3 separate regions of the Sus scrofa genome follow, and all the other regions are linked to region 2. Evidence: chromatin contacts called from public Hi-C and promoter capture Hi-C data. All regions are on one chromosome and are shown on one strand. The core of a region is the stretch at or near the end of the contact, and the rest is flanking DNA. Distances in the headings are between cores, read along the strand shown. Region 1 holds the start of GLB1L (beta-galactosidase-1-like protein). Region 2 holds the start of IHH (indian hedgehog). Region 3 holds the start of ABCB6 (ATP-binding cassette sub-family B member 6, mitochondrial).

The links. Promoter capture Hi-C pulls out the DNA fragments that hold promoters and counts their contacts. Hi-C and Micro-C count contacts between places; a contact is called where the count stands out from the background.
Region 1: a Hi-C map of liver shows a contact between it and region 2, with 2.0 times the contacts expected there. The contact joins the promoter of GLB1L here to the promoter of IHH in region 2. A contact is called at or near these places in 1 of 5 promoter capture datasets (liver) and 1 of 47 Hi-C or Micro-C datasets (liver).
Region 3: a contact with region 2 is called in a promoter capture Hi-C map of liver, with 3 times the contacts expected there. The contact joins the promoter of ABCB6 here to the promoter of IHH in region 2. A contact is called at or near these places in 1 of 5 promoter capture datasets (liver) and 1 of 47 Hi-C or Micro-C datasets (liver).

Annotation. Positions count from the first base shown.
Region 1 is chr15:121,282,132-121,286,825 of Sscrofa11.1, forward strand. GLB1L (beta-galactosidase-1-like protein) reads right to left here and starts at 2,960. Exons shown (of 18, transcript XR_002339314.1): 1 at 2,720-2,960; 2 at 1,048-1,172; 3 at 681-847; 4 at 292-441; 5 at 43-103. STK16 (serine/threonine-protein kinase 16) reads left to right here and starts at 2,934. Exons shown (of 9, transcript XM_013984521.2): 1 at 2,934-3,016; 2 at 3,375-3,564; 3 at 4,116-4,335; 4 at 4,584-4,694. The coding sequence starts at 3,479.
Region 2 is chr15:121,087,901-121,092,937 of Sscrofa11.1, forward strand. IHH (indian hedgehog) reads right to left here and starts at 2,221. Exons shown (of 4, transcript NM_001244470.1): 1 at 1,680-2,221. The coding sequence starts at 1,991.
Region 3 is chr15:121,251,107-121,255,789 of Sscrofa11.1, forward strand. It overlaps ABCB6 (ATP-binding cassette sub-family B member 6, mitochondrial), which reads right to left and starts at 3,244. Exons shown (of 20, transcript XM_005672225.3): 1 at 3,114-3,244; 2 at 2,363-2,942; 3 at 1,898-2,035; 4 at 950-1,136; 5 at 654-755; 6 at 304-487. The coding sequence starts at 2,908. ATG9A (autophagy related 9A) reads right to left here. Exons shown (of 14, transcript NM_001190275.1): 14 at 3,249-3,350. The coding sequence ends at 3,249.

The DNA of each region.
Region 1 (4,694 bases), core at 1,710-4,209, 190 kb after region 2:
TCATTTGCTTTTTTCTGTGTCAGATCTTTTGTCTCAACTCACCTGGATCTGAGGTTCTCAGGTGAATTTTAGGTTTTCGAAGCAACCAGGCTGGGAGACCCCCCTGAGACAAACACAAAGTCAACAAAGAAGTGTGTGGGTTTTGATGCCTGGGGGTGGAGAAGGGGAGGTAAGAAGGGGAGGAAGTTGAGTGTATAGTCATGGAAGTGGCCCTAGAGTGGGGGCAGATGGGAGGAGTCTAGGAACCCCACTTGGGTGGCTTTGTTTCTATCCCTTCTCCAGTTAACTCACCATTCCCATTCTGCACAGATGTAAGGTCCTGGTCTTAGTATGACCAACAGGTTCGCTAAAGTTGCCTCTTTCAGAAATGCAAAGAGGTCGCGGCTGCCATTAAAGTTATAGACCCCAGGCTCTGGCTCATGGTAGTTCCAGGGCACATAACTGAGAAAGGAAGAGGTTAACAGGGCCCAAGGTGGGGAGATGCTGGGAAGGCCTGGCAGGGAATCTCCAGGAGCTGTTGGAAGGAGGTCCTGGCCTGCCCTTTCCCACCCTTAGCCTGGAGGCCCAGGAGCTAGAACCCCTCTCATACCCAGCCAATCTTCCTGTCGCGATCCCCTTCTTAAGGGGGTGGTAAGAAGTGTAAATCCCACCCTTCCACGGCTCTTGTGAGCACTTCTTACAACTGTATGGCGTTGAGGCCACTCATTCGCATCTTGAAAAGCCGGTCTGCCCACAGCACCCGCGGTACCCGGAAGTAGTGCAGGCTGCCAGACACGTAGCGGAACGGGACCCCATCCAGGAGGAATCTGTCGTGGTTCCGATCCACTACAAACGACCGAGTGTCTGCCTGCAAAGGGAGAGACCATGCTCAGCAGGAGTCTGGAGTCGGGGGGGGGGGGGGGGAGGGCGGTGTCAGCGTCTGTCAAGAACGGAGGAGATGGAACGAGCCCCTCCCAATGTTTTGTTTTCACTTTTTCGTTCTCTCCTCCATCAGATCCGATCCCGTCCCACTGCACCCAGCTGGCTGGTTTGATCCTCTCATCTTACCTGGGGCGGCAGCAGCAGTGTCAGGAGCGGCAGCAGCAGGGAGGGTAGGCAGAAAGGCTTCTCGGGAGCCATGGCACTTTTAGGGCTCTTCAGAGACGGTGGTCCGACTGTCACGTGGCAGATTCCTGGGAGGGAACCGCAGGGAGCAAGTGGGCGGAGATCACCTCAAGTTGCCAGGCAGTCAGTCTGGACTTTGTCTCTAGCTTGCAGCCATCCGTTACTCTGTTAGTTATTGTAAAACTCCTCCACATCTTGCTACTCAAAGTGCAGTTCATGAACCAGCTGTATCAACATCACCTGGGAGCTTGTTAGGAATTCAAGAGTCTCAGATTCTACCTCAGACTTATAGAATCAGAATTTGTATTGTTTTGTTTTGTTTTGTCTTTTCTAGGGCTGTACCTGCGGCATACGGAGGTTCCCAGGCTAGGGGTCTAACCGGAGCTGTAGCTGCCAGCCTATGCCACAGCCACAGCAGTGCCAGATCCAAGCCGAGTCTGCAACCTACACCACAGCTCATGGCAACACCGGATCCTTAACCCACTGAGCAAGGCCAGGGATTGAACCCTCAACCTCATGGGTCCTAGTTCGATTTGTTAACCACTGAGCCACGATGGGAGCTCTAGCGTTTTTGTTTTTGATTTAAAAATATAAATTGTATTGAAGCACATAAACAGAACTTGTATTTTAACCAGATTTCCAGGTGCTCCTGAGCACATTCCAGACTGAGAAGTAGTGCTCTACTACACTGAGCCCCTGAGGGTGGGGAGGGCCTTGTCCAGCCTGAATCCTCTGCTTCTAGCACAGGGCCTGCCATAGAGCATGTTAAATTTAGATGAATGTCAGAACCAGGGGGCCAAAATAGGTTCAGAATCGAGGGAAACCAGAGGAAGATCTTCCCAGAATGTGCAGGGGTCAGGGGACCAGGTTACAAGAGGGATCTTTCTCCTGGAAAGTCCTCTTTCAGCAAGAAACCATCCAGGTCATCCTATCTTTTTGTGCATGTGTTCCTCTTTCCAATCTATCCCTGCCTGCCTGACTTGGCAAGACATCAAGGACAACTGCTTGGTTCCAAGGCTTGGAAATTTGTGAATTTCCACTACTCATGTCTTCAAAGTCCCAAGCCTGGGATGTGAGGATCGGGGTAGTAATAATAACTATTATTTATGCTTATTGACACGACTGAGGGCTCTGCATCAAATATGTGCTAAGCACTTTACATCTCCTGTAATCTTCAAACAACTCAGTGAGGTAGATTATTATCATTCCCATTTTACTGATGAGGAGACTGAGGGGTAGTAATAGTACGTAGCCTGTCCAAGGTCATACAACTAGCTTAGTAGAGCTGGGATTTCAACAAGGCATTCTGGCCTCACAGTTCATGCACTTAACCTTAGGCACTATATACCTATTTTACAGTTAGGGAAAGTGAGGCTCTGAGAGGTTAAATTAACTCATCCAGGTCACACAACTAGTGGACTATTAAGACAAGATTCAGACCTTAGCCTGAGCTCTTAACCACTGAGGCGATGGTAATGGGATACAGGCAAGAGGCCCCAAGGTTGTACTGATCAGAGTTCAGGGGTCCAGGCCGCCAGCACCCGCCCCTCTGAGCATCCCCCTCCGGGCTTGACACTAGTCAGTCACCCAGCGCGGGAGGTATGAGGCCTCCTACCTCCGGCATTGGGAGATGGAGGTCCTGGGGGCTCGGGGCCGAGCCCGGCTTTACTCCCCTTTGGCGTAGGTGTCCGCGTCTTGACCCCCACTGAAGGCCAGGCGTGGAACCCTCACCCGGGTCCTGGGACCCGTCCTCCGGCAGGCCTAGCCAGCCCCTGGCCTCTCAGCTCTGCGCCCCCGCATCGTCCGAGTGCCAGGCGGTTGCTAGGATACCGCTGGCCGTTACGGCGGCGCGGACTGATGACGTAACCGATGCTTCCGGTCCCTGACGCTCCCCACCCCCAGCTTAGCACAGGTTAGTGGGGATTCCTGGCCTGCCCGCCGGGCGCTCTGCGCGCCAAGACCTGGGGAGGGTTCTGCAAGGGGTGGGCACGGGACTCGCATCTCCGCCTGGAACTACCCTAGTCCCTGCCTTTGAGGCCAGACGGGCGTGGGAATAGGGGCCGCCCAAAGGTGGGCCGGGGTGGGAGGAAGCGGCCTGGGAGTCGGCGCAAGGCCTGCTTTAAGCCCCCTGGCCTCAGCTTCTTGGAGTGCCCTGCCAGGGCGCGTTTTCTCTAGGTTCCGAGACCTGGGCCTGAGCGCTCCACGTTGGCATTTCAGGGGGTCTTCTGGATTGAACCCGGCCCCCGACCCCGCCATTCCTTTCCTTCCAGCATGATCCGCTGGACCTCCAGCACCTTGCCTGAAAAAGACCACTTAACTTGGACGAACCCTTTGGCAGCCTCAGACCGTCCTTGAAGAGAATGACTGAAACACTATGGGCCATGCACTGTGTGTCTGCTCTCGGGGAACTGTCATCATTGACAATAAGCGCTACCTCTTCATCCAGAAACTGGGGGAGGGGTGAGTGTTCGAAAATCACTTTGCTGGTCCCCAGGGTATTTGAAGGACATCAGTGTGCACATGATCCGGGCATAAAGGTTTTCTCTCTAGCCTCTAACTCACCTGACAGAGCCCAGCTACGTGGTGGTCAAGAAAGTGGATTGTGGAGCCAGGCCTCCTAGATTCGCCATGTATTACCTTGATAAGCCGTGGTTTTTTTCCTCTGCTTATTAGAGCTAATTATGCTTCCCTGGTAGGGCTGTGAGGATTAAATTAGATCATGCATATCAAACATCTCACCTACTGCTTGGTTCATAGCACTTGATAAATATTGACTGTGATTTATTTAATATTTATTGAGCATCTATCTTGTGCAGAGCACTGTGTTAAGACCGTAGGACCACAAAGATGACTGTCCCTGCTATTGAGCTCAGACTTCTTTTTAGAGACACACCTTGGGAAGGTTGCTACTAAATGGGAACAACACTCCCCTCCTCTCCCCAGGGAATTCCTCTGGGTTTAAGCAGTATGGGTGATGACCATGGTCCTTCACTGACCCCTTTGGCCGACAGTGGGTTCAGCTATGTGGACCTAGTGGAGGGGTTACGTGATGGACAGTTCTACGCCCTGAAGCGAATCCTGTGTCATGAGCAGCAGGACCGGGAGGAGGCCCAACGAGAAGCAGACATGCACCGCCTCTTCCATCACCCCAACATCCTTCGCCTTGTGGCTTATTGTCTGAGGGAGCGAGGCACTAAACATGAGGCCTGGCTGCTGCTGCCCTTCTTCAAGGTCAGAAAGTCTCCTGGCTATGGAGGGGGTTGCAACAGAGCCACTTGCCAAGGGCTTTGTGACGGTCAAGCACATTTGGAAGCAGAGGTCATGTCCTGGTTTGACCACTTCAGATTTGGGGTTTAAGGGACCCAGATGGGACTGTGTGGTGTTCGGTGAAAGGGTTGATGGTCTTTGGCATAGGGAAGGGATCAGGCTGAAGAAGCAGAGGCTCAAAAACCTCAACTGTGGGGAAACTTGTTTTGCAGAGAGGCACGCTGTGGAATGAGATAGAAAAGCTGAAAGACAAAGGCAACTTCCTAACTGAAGAGCAAATCCTTCGGCTGTTGCTGGGTATCTGCAGAGGCCTTGAGGCCATT
Region 2 (5,037 bases), core at 971-3,470:
AGGATTGATAAACAGGCAGCATTCTCCCTGAGCCGAGTCCTCAGCACCTCTGCACTTCTGCACCGCTCCTATCTGGGAAGGAACTCGAGAAACCCAGCGCGTGGTCTCAGGGAACCGGCTTCACGCTCCGCCTCTCACGGAGTGGGAGTTGAGCCGGCCCTGGGGGAAGGACGGCAGAGATCATTGTCTGTGTTGGCTCCCTGAGGGCCTTCCAGGCAAGGGCCACCCAAGGGACCCCGCAGCTGACTGGGGAGAGGGGTCTTGGAGAAGAGGCCCTTCCACTGTCCTTAACTTTGAGGTGCCAGACGCTGCCAAGTGTGGGCAGCCCATGTCTCAAACTACCCCTACCTCTCGGAGCCCAGGCCCCACAGACCCTTGGACTTGGTCTCTGAGAGGCCAACAGCAGCTACAACCCAAGGCCCTGACGGGTCCTGCCAGGCTGCAGTCTAGCTGGGGGATCTCACTGCCCCAGGAGGGAGCTCCATGTGCTCTTTGCCGCCAGGCTTCTAACCACCCACCCACCTAATCCGCCCGCCGCGGCCCCTGCTCCCCGCCCCTCTCTCCCTCTCCCGCCCCTTTCCTCGGGTCCAGAGCCCGGGCGCGCGCTGTCAATGATTGCCCAGCCCGTGGCCCGGATCCTTATCTGCATTCCTCGGCGCCCGGCCCGGCCCGGCCACAAGCCAACCTTCGCCCCGACACCGGCCAGCCAGCCCCGGCGCCAGGGCGCATGCTGAGGGCCGCAGTCTAGCTGTCCTTCCCAAAGCACCTAGAAAACGGGCTGCTAGCCTGCGGTGGAAGCCCCGGGAGACCACTGAGGAAGGGGACACGTAGGTCACTTCCCTTGCGAACCCAGCTGCTGGGGAGAAAGTTTGTTCCCCACCTCCACCCCACCCTTTCCCCGGCGCTTGGGTCGTGTTCTGGTCCTGTTCCGAGCAGACTAGCTCCGCTGTGGGGCTGCCCCGCATCTCAGACCCTCTCTTTCAAGCCAACCCCGCCACCAAACCCAGGGATCCCCAAGTTCGGTTCCAGAACCCGGAGGCCCGGCACCCCACCTTCAACTGCAGCCGCGCCGCTCAGCTCTCGGGACAGACACGTGGGCTCGCCGGGCAAGCGCCCTTTCCCACCTCCGTCTCCTGGCTCTACTATTCCCCGCTGTTCCCTAAACCCGGACCCCGCCGGGACGCTGCTCCAGGAGAGGGCAGCGCAGCGAACCAAGAGTGCGCGGGGAGGAAAGGCCGGGGAGGCCCTCCGTGCCCGGAGCTTCTTCGCCTTGGGGGGTGCCGAGGCCTCGAAATGAAAGGGGCGCAGAGGTGCGCAAGGATAGCCCGGGAGGTGCGTCCTGGAGGCTCAGGAGGCAGTCGGGTAGAGGTACCTCCAGGTGCTGCGTCTGACCTGAGCTGCCAGCGCTCCGGGGCAGAGGGGCCACCGCCAACCCGCTGGGCTGTGGCGCTTGGCAGCGGGCAGCTCTTCTCACAGCCTCCTGAGGGCTCGAGGGTGCCAACATTCCACCGGGACCCCGGCCGGCCCATCTTGGGCAGGAGGCATCCGGGCTTGGCGAGAGGGGCAGGTGCCAGGGGGCGTGCCAGCCAGTCAAGGAAAGGTGCCAGGGGGCGGGTAGGGCCGGGCAGGTGGCGGTGCTTCGGCGGCGGAGGCGCCCTGCGAGGGCGGGTCGCGCTCACCTGGGTCATGAGGCGGTCGGCGCCGGTGTTCTCCTCGTCCTTGAAGATGATATCGGGATTGTAGTTAGGGGTGAGCTCCTTGAAGCGCTCCGAGCTGCGCGCGATCTTGCCTTCATAGCGCCCGCTGGCGCCCAGGGTCTTCTCCGGCACATTGGGGCTGAACTGCTTGTACGCGAGCGGCACGAGCTTGCGCGGAGGCCGCCGGCGACTGCCCACCACCCGGCCCGGCCCGCAGCCCCGAGCCGCCGGCACCAGCAGCAGCAGCAGCAGCAGGCAGAACCGCAGTCGGGGCCGGAGCCGGGCGGGAGACATGGCCGGGAAGCCCGGGAGAGCGGCGGGCGAGGACGCCTGGTGGGCTGATGGGTGGGCAAGTCGACGGGAGCGCTGCGAGGGCTCAGGCGTCCGGGTGGCTCCGGGGGGCTCCAGGTGGGGGCGCCATGAGCTGCGCGGCGTGGCGCAGGGCTGGCGGGACTCAGGTGCGGGGCGGGGGCCCGGGGCCCTGGCTGGTGGCGGCGCGCTGTCCCCCTCGGCGCCTCGACTCTGAGCTGCCCGGCTCGCCGGCCGCCAATAAATAGGCCGGCCCGTTTGTTTTGGCAACGCGGCGGCGGCGGGGGGCGGCGGGGCTGCGGGCCGCCGGGCTGGGCTGGGCTGGCCGGACCGGCGGGCTGGCGGGCCCCGCGGTTAGCACCCCGGCCCGGCGGTCAGGCGGCTGGGGCGGAGCGGGAGCTGCTGCCGTCTGTGGCGCAGCCCGGGGCCGAGTGAGAAGGGAAATGGAAGAGATCCGGGCTCGGGCCCCGCGCAGACCGCACCCTACCCATGTCCCTGCCTCCTGTGCGCTCGACAGCAAACCTGCGGCAAGGGCAGCACAGCCTCCTCCCCCTCGGGCGGGCGGCCCCGGCACTAGCCAGCCCTCGTCCCTCTCGCTCCTCCGCCGCGCGTCCGCCCGCCCGCTGCCCTCGGCGCCCCCTGCGCTGCCTGAGTTCGCCCTCCCCGCCCGGACGCGCCCCACCCCACCTTGGCCTCCCTTCTGGGCTCCCCGCGGCTCCGGGGTGCCCCGCCAGGCGCAAACCTCCCGTACGGGAGCTGCCACCCCCACAGAGACCGCAACCCACGGCGCGGCCGGACGCGAGGGGCGGGGGGCAGTGGCCGGACCGCATAGCCGCCTACGGTGTCCCCTGCGGGGAAGTAAACCCAAAAGACAGGAGGCCGCTCATAACCTGGTGCCCCACCCTGACCCAGGAGACGCGCCCTCTCAGCTTGGTGGAGCTGAATTCTGTATCAGCCCGGTGCACAACCTGCGGCCGCTCGGTGTGAAGCTGGGAGTTGGGGCATCCAGCCTCATGAAGAATCAAACGGGGGGGGGGTTGTGTTGGAAACACTGTTAAAGGGGGCAAGATGAAGTTGCAAAGGAACAGGCCAAGGTGAAGAGAAGAGCGATTAAATGGTGACACCAAGAGAATACGGGAGGAACCACGAGTGACCACGTTTAAGCCGGGCAGGCATTGATCGCAGGGCAGGGGCTTATTAAGAATGGAAACAAACAAACAAAACCAAACAAAAAAGATTCAAAGACACCGACCCGCACACAAGAGCTGCTAAATAGTTACTCTCAGTTCTACTTTACAAATGACAAAGAGAATGCGTGGAGGCAGCTAGAGAGGTAATCATGAGTTGCAGGTGTATTTTAATGCCATTCAGGAAACCTGATGAATTAGGATTCATTCTGTTAAAACAAGAAAGGCCAAGTGTGTTAAAAACAAACACCACCAGCACCACAAACTATCTGATTTGGTTGCAGTATTTTCTACAAATTCAATAGAGATGGAAATAAAAGGGTGAGAAATAGAAAGTTCTCATTTCAAGAATACTAACACAATAGATACTGTTTTCTTGACCTTTATGTGCCTGATACATGGAATCTATTAGATTTTATTATACTAAGCATTCTACTTGCATTACCTAATTTAAACTTATGACTTCAAAGGAACGTTATCATCCCTCTTTCACAAATGAAGATTTTGAAGTTCAGAGAAGTAAAGGAACTTGCTCCAGGCTGAGGGATTCAAACCCCACCTCCCATAACTGACCCCAGAGCCCCAGCCCTCACCCTTGCAGAGGTATTGGCCCTCTGGGCAGCTCTCATGCATTCAGTACAGCCTGGGTTTGAAGCATTGGTACATGCTTTCGAAGATGTACTCACACATCCTCTGGTCCACAATGTCACCATTTGAAACACTATTTCAGAATTGGAAGGGACTCAGAAGGGTTTGCTTAATCCAAGCACTTCTTATGACAGAAAAGGACACTGAGGGGAAGGTAGGGTGTCTCCCCCAGGGAGGAGGGAAGTCTGCCACCTGGGGACAAAATAGATCATTGCCTGTACTCCCCTTTGCCTGTACTCCCACACCCCATGTTCATTCTTATATATGCATTTGGATTCTGGGTCTCCCAGTCACAGATTACTCTAACTTTGCTTCTTTTCCTTGAAAGCTCCCAAGCTGCTTTAAGGTTTGTTTTCCCGGGTTTGGGAACTAGCCCTGCAATATTCCCCACCCATCTCCTGCTTATATTTCTGGGACACACTACCTCGCTAGGTTAGTACCTCTTGCAGCCCAGACTAACAGGGGCTCTCTGTTTTGGGGAGGTCTAAAAAAGAAAATCCCATAGGCTTCCATGGTCACCTATCCCAGTGTTTGATCATAATATTTTAGAGAAGTTTTGCCTTAAATTCATTCTTTCTCTCTTCCTCCCTCTCTAATGCAAATTCAACTTTTTTCCTCTTTTTCTTGTCTTAGAGAGTAAGGCCATTAAGCCACTTATTTATCCCCGTTAAGGTTGAAGTGTTATGGTTGAAGGGTTATGGTTGAAGTGTTGTTCCTTTCAATCTTCTTTTCTCCAAGTGAAAGACAATTTCTTTGAGCTTCTCTCAGAGGGTCTACCTTATAACCCGTTATTAACTTAACCATTCTTCTTCTCATTTTTCCTCTTAAGCTGTGATCCTGCTGAATACAAATCTCTGGTAAAGATCTGATCCACGTCAAATAAGAATTACTTAGGCAGTGCTGATAATATGGCTTAGCATCAGGGGCGCTTCCATAGCAGTACAACCTCGTGGGTTTGGATTGTGTGCCAATCTAAGTCTAGACCTTCTTGGCCTGGCTAACTTAGGAGCAGTGATCAGGGTGTGTCCAGGAGAGTCAGGTGGAGGGCTAATATTTATCTAGTCTTTTCTCCATGACAGGTGCTTTAAGCACGTAGTAAAATCTTCACAATAGCTCTCTGTGCACAGCAATTATTATACTCTAAAGCTCTAGAAGTAAAGTAACTTGCCTGTGGTCCCATAGTCAAGACTGACTTA
Region 3 (4,683 bases), core at 1,994-4,493, 160 kb after region 2:
TGCCAGCCTACGCCACAGCAACTTGGGATCTGAGCTGGGTCTGCAACCTACACCTCAGCTCACGGCAACGCTGGATCTTTATCTTTAACCCACTGAGCAAGGCCAGGGATCGAACCCGAGTCTTCACGGATGCTAGCTGGGTTCGTTAACTTCTGGGCCACGATGGAAGCTCCCTAATCTTGTAATTTAAATGATGAAAAAAACAAAAAGAGCAGAGGAGCAGCTCCTCAAGCTGGGTCTGTTCTCCTAACAACCCCTCCCCCCTTGCTTCTCCAGCCCCGCCCTCCCACACTGACTTGGCACCTGAGCAGCCCCGTGACACTGGACGTGCCCCGGTCCACGATCCGCAGCACCTCGCCCGTGCGGCGCCCCAGGTGCCAGCGCAGCGAGAGCTCGTGCAGGTGGGAGAAGAGGCGCAGCTCCACCCGCCGCGAGGTGAACTGCTGCACCCGGATCCATAGGAACGTGCGCAGGTTGCTCACGAAGCCTGGGGGGAGCCAGGGGAGGCCTCGGTAGGGCGGAGGGGCTCGGTGACCTCAGCCCAGCGGCAAGAGGTGAAAGGTCTGAGAGCAGCGAGGGGCCTGGGGGAGGGAGGCCTGTGGAGGAGGGACAGGGGCCAACACCAGTCAGGGTGAGAGCAGAGTGCCTCATACCCGTGCTGCCGGTGCCACCCCCCTGGAGGAACTTGAGAAAGACGTAAGTGGTGACAGTCCAGGCCAGGGAGCTCCACGGTGCATTCTGGGTCAGCAAGTTCACTGTGGAGAAAACGAGTCTGAGCCCACTTAGGGCCCCTAGGACTCTCTTCAGGAAAATCTGCCCCAGACACTGGCCACAGCCTCTTTCTGACTGGCTACCCAGACTCCGTCTCACCTCCCAAGGTAAGGGTCCCCCCACCAACCAGACCAATGAAAGAGCAGAGTGCCGAGCTGACACCCCTCCTCCCTCTCACCTATGTCCCTATAATAGATGGGGACCAACACATTCAGTCCTCGGTCCAACCCCATGAGCCCCAGGCAGAGGAGCACAACCAACTGCAGAGCTGGACTCCCTCGAGGCCACAGGTAGCCACTCAGTAGGCGGAGCTTCCGGCCAAGGTCTCGCCAGGTGGACTGTGGTGGCCCCTCTGTTGACTGAACCTAGGATGGTGAGACACAGGGAGGTGAGCTCAGATCAAAATGAAGCACACTAGGGAGTTCCTGTCGTGGCTCAGTGGTTAACAAATCTGACTAGGAATCATGAGGTTTGCGGGTTCGATCCCTGGCCTTGCTCAGTGGGTTAAGGATCTGGCATTGCCGTGAGCTGAGGTGTAGGTTGCAGATGCGGCTCGGATCCCGCATTGCTGTGGCTCTGGTGTAGGCCTGTGGCTACAGCTCCAATTAGACCCCTAGCCTGGGAACCTCCATGCGCCACAGGAGCAGCCCTAGAAAAGGCAATAAATGAATAAATAAATAAATAAATAAATAAATAAACAAACAAACGAATCTGACTAGTAACCATGAGGTTGCAGGTGCGATCCCCAGCCTTGCTCAGTGGGTTAAGGATCTGGTGTTGCCGTGAGCCGTGGTATAGGTCGCAGACACGGCTTGGATCGATCTGATGTTGCGGTGGCTGTGGCGTAGGATTTGACCCTAGCCTGGGAACCTCCATATGCTATGGGTGCGGCCCTAAAAAGCCAAATAAATAAATAAATAAAATGAAGCGCACCAGCCAGAAACCCCCCAGGGAACACATAGAGGCTTACAGCTCCCACGTAACTTAGACCCACAAGTGATTCCTGATGAGGTCAGAAAGGTTAACAGGGCACAAACTGAGATTTGGGAAAGAATTTATTACGGTGGGAAGAAATGACAGGGAATGGAATTAAGAGGGACCCTAAGGTTCAGAAATTGCTGTGTACCTGGCTCCTCTCTATGTCTTGATCCTCTTCATTGACCCGCAAGGCGTAAGAGTGGGGACGAAGCCCAGGGGCCCAGAGTCCCAGGACAAAAAGCCCTCCAGACACCACATACCGCAGCACCCACAGGCTAAACTGAACCTACAATTAAACGCATGGGGAGAATATCAAGTAAGGCCAAAATCCTATTGTTACTACTTATACCAGGGCTGGGGACTGGTGTAGGGCACACACCCAGGTCCTCCTCAGGGCCCCAGCATCTAGTAGGCTTTAAAAAAAATCCACAGTGACTCAGCACAGCCACTCCCCACCAGCTGGCTATCAGCTCCCAGCACCCAGCAGGGAGGGCGGGCCCCTCCTTTCTTCCCTTAGAGGCATTGGAAGCCTGGAGCCAGTGTGACCAGAATTGTGGTCCTTCTTCCCCGCCCCTGCTAGCCATGCCTCCCCTACCACCACAAGGTCCCTCACCTGCTGGCTCAAGTTCTCCCTTGCCCACCACCACTGTGGGCTGTTCCAAGACACCAGGGCCAAGTTTTCAGCTGCAAAAGCCACTGTCCAGAGGAGCAGGAGACCCGGGCTGTGCGTGAACTTGATCCAGACGCCCATCGCCAGCTTCTGCCGTGCCTGGTTCCGCTCAGTCACAAGCAGCCCCAGGCCACAGGCGCTGGCCACAGTTCCCAATACAGTAGCCAGCAACAGGTAGCCGGGCAGTGGGGCATCCTGGGCAGTGCCCACCCGGCCAATGAGGCCGGCTAGGGGCAGCGCCACCTGAAGTGTGGCCAGAAGCAGCTGCAGCACGTAGGGAGCGACACGAGGACCGGCCGCCCAGGACACCGCATCGGCGCCATCAGGCCTCTCCGGACGCTTGCAGGGAAGAACCGGCACCAAGGCCAGAGCCCCCAGGCCCATCAGCATTGAGGGCACAAGCGTGAAGAAGAAGCAGGGGCTGAGGCCTTTCACCCAGACCGGACCCGCGGGTCCTTCGGCCTCGCAGTAGTTACCCACAGTCACCATGGTAATGCGTGGCCTCCGGCAGGGGCTGCGGGGACTAAGGGACAGGAGAACCGGATCGGCCGCTGGGGGCTGGGAGCGGAATCCCGGGTATCTCGGGTCATAGAGCCTCCCGGCGCTAAGCTGCTGGGGTCGCAGGGTAGGGACGCACGTGGACCCGGCCACACCACCCACTCAGGTCGCGCACGCGCCGCCGCCACGCACTCACGCCGGGCACGTACGCCGTCGCAGCCGTCTGCCCCTCGCTCGCGGCAGGGACCCTCGGGTCAAGTGCCGGCCTGCAGGAACGTTCGGCGCTCCACTCCAGCCGCTCTCTTCAGCGGCAGCCCCGCCCTCCCAGCCCCTACTCAGGGTCCCCATTGGCCGAGTGTCCCCGAAGGGGCGGGGGAAAATGGTGCATGCCAGGGAAGGCAAAATAGACGGGCGGAGTCGGCATGGTCACGTGCTCAGGGCGGGAAATCTGACCGCACGTCCTGCCGGAGTCCTTGACCTCCACCGAACCGTGGATTAGAAGCTGCTCTCCTGCTCTCCGACTAGGTCGGTATATCCAAGCGACCGCATAGGCCCGCTTTCCTGCAGGGCCGACCTGGCCCCCCCGCCACCTGGGTGAGCCACACACACCCTATGCCCATTGTCCCCAGAACCCTAGCCGGGCGGACGAGACAACAATACGCGACCAGGTCAAAGTCCCTTCTTTATTAAGGGTTGTCAAGCTATACACGGTCCCCACCCCGTTCCACCGTGAATTTAGACAGCGTAGTTCACCGCTCACTCGCAGTGGACGGAGCTGGGTGAAGGGTGAGGCGGACTTCACAAGGAGCTGGGTCCCAGCATGCAATGCGGCAGCCCAAAGCCCTGGGCGAAGCAGTCCTGTCGCCCTCCATCCCCCTCTAGGGGACAGCGGGATGCAGGCCACAGCTCTCGTCCTGGGAGATAACCAAGGGCATACTCCAGCCCTGTCCGTCCCATGTGCAGGTGGTGGGGAGGTACCATAAGCAGCAGGGGGGCCAGGAAGGCCTCTGTCCCCCCCCCCCCAGGGGTCCATCCTAACATTGGAGAGGGCAGCAAAGAATTTCCATCCCGCTCCTGCAATTTCGTAAACCTTCCTTCTTAGTGTCAAAAGATAGCGTGACGGGAGCTGGGAGTGAGAGCCTCCACACCAACGCAAAGCAAAAGCTTAACAGAAGGGGAGCGAGCCAACAGAACGAGAACAAGCAGGAACAAGCGGCACACATGCCAGTGATGTGCGGGAAGCAGGGGAGAGGTGAGCAGGCTGCAGCACTGGGAGAGAACTGGGGGTGAGGTAAGGGCCACAGCCTGAGCTGCTCGTCTGTTCAGGGTAGGGGAAGAGAGGCTATAGAGGTCGAGGGTCCAGGCCCAACCTCCTCCCCACTCCACAGTTGGCACGTGTTCTCCCTGCTTGGCAGCTTCTGTGGTGGGCAGTCCTCTGGAGATCTGCAAGGGTGGGTGCAAAGGTGGCAGTACTGGGGCTGGGCTGGGGACCAGTTTCTAGCACCACACTCTGAGCCAAGGGGGGTCCTGGGGATGAGGCTAGAGTCCTGTGCGCCCTGATTCCTAGGCCCCCAATCTCTCGGCGAGCCCAGTGTTGGCACCTCCCTTGGCCAGGCACGGACACACAAACACCACACGCGTGGAGCCAGGCAACACTCTGAGGAGCCCTCCATGGCGGGCAGATGGGATGGCAGGGCAACGGTGCCTCCATCCTGGGGCATAGGGACCCCCTTCAGCCTTGTCTATACCTGTGGAGAGAAAAGCCT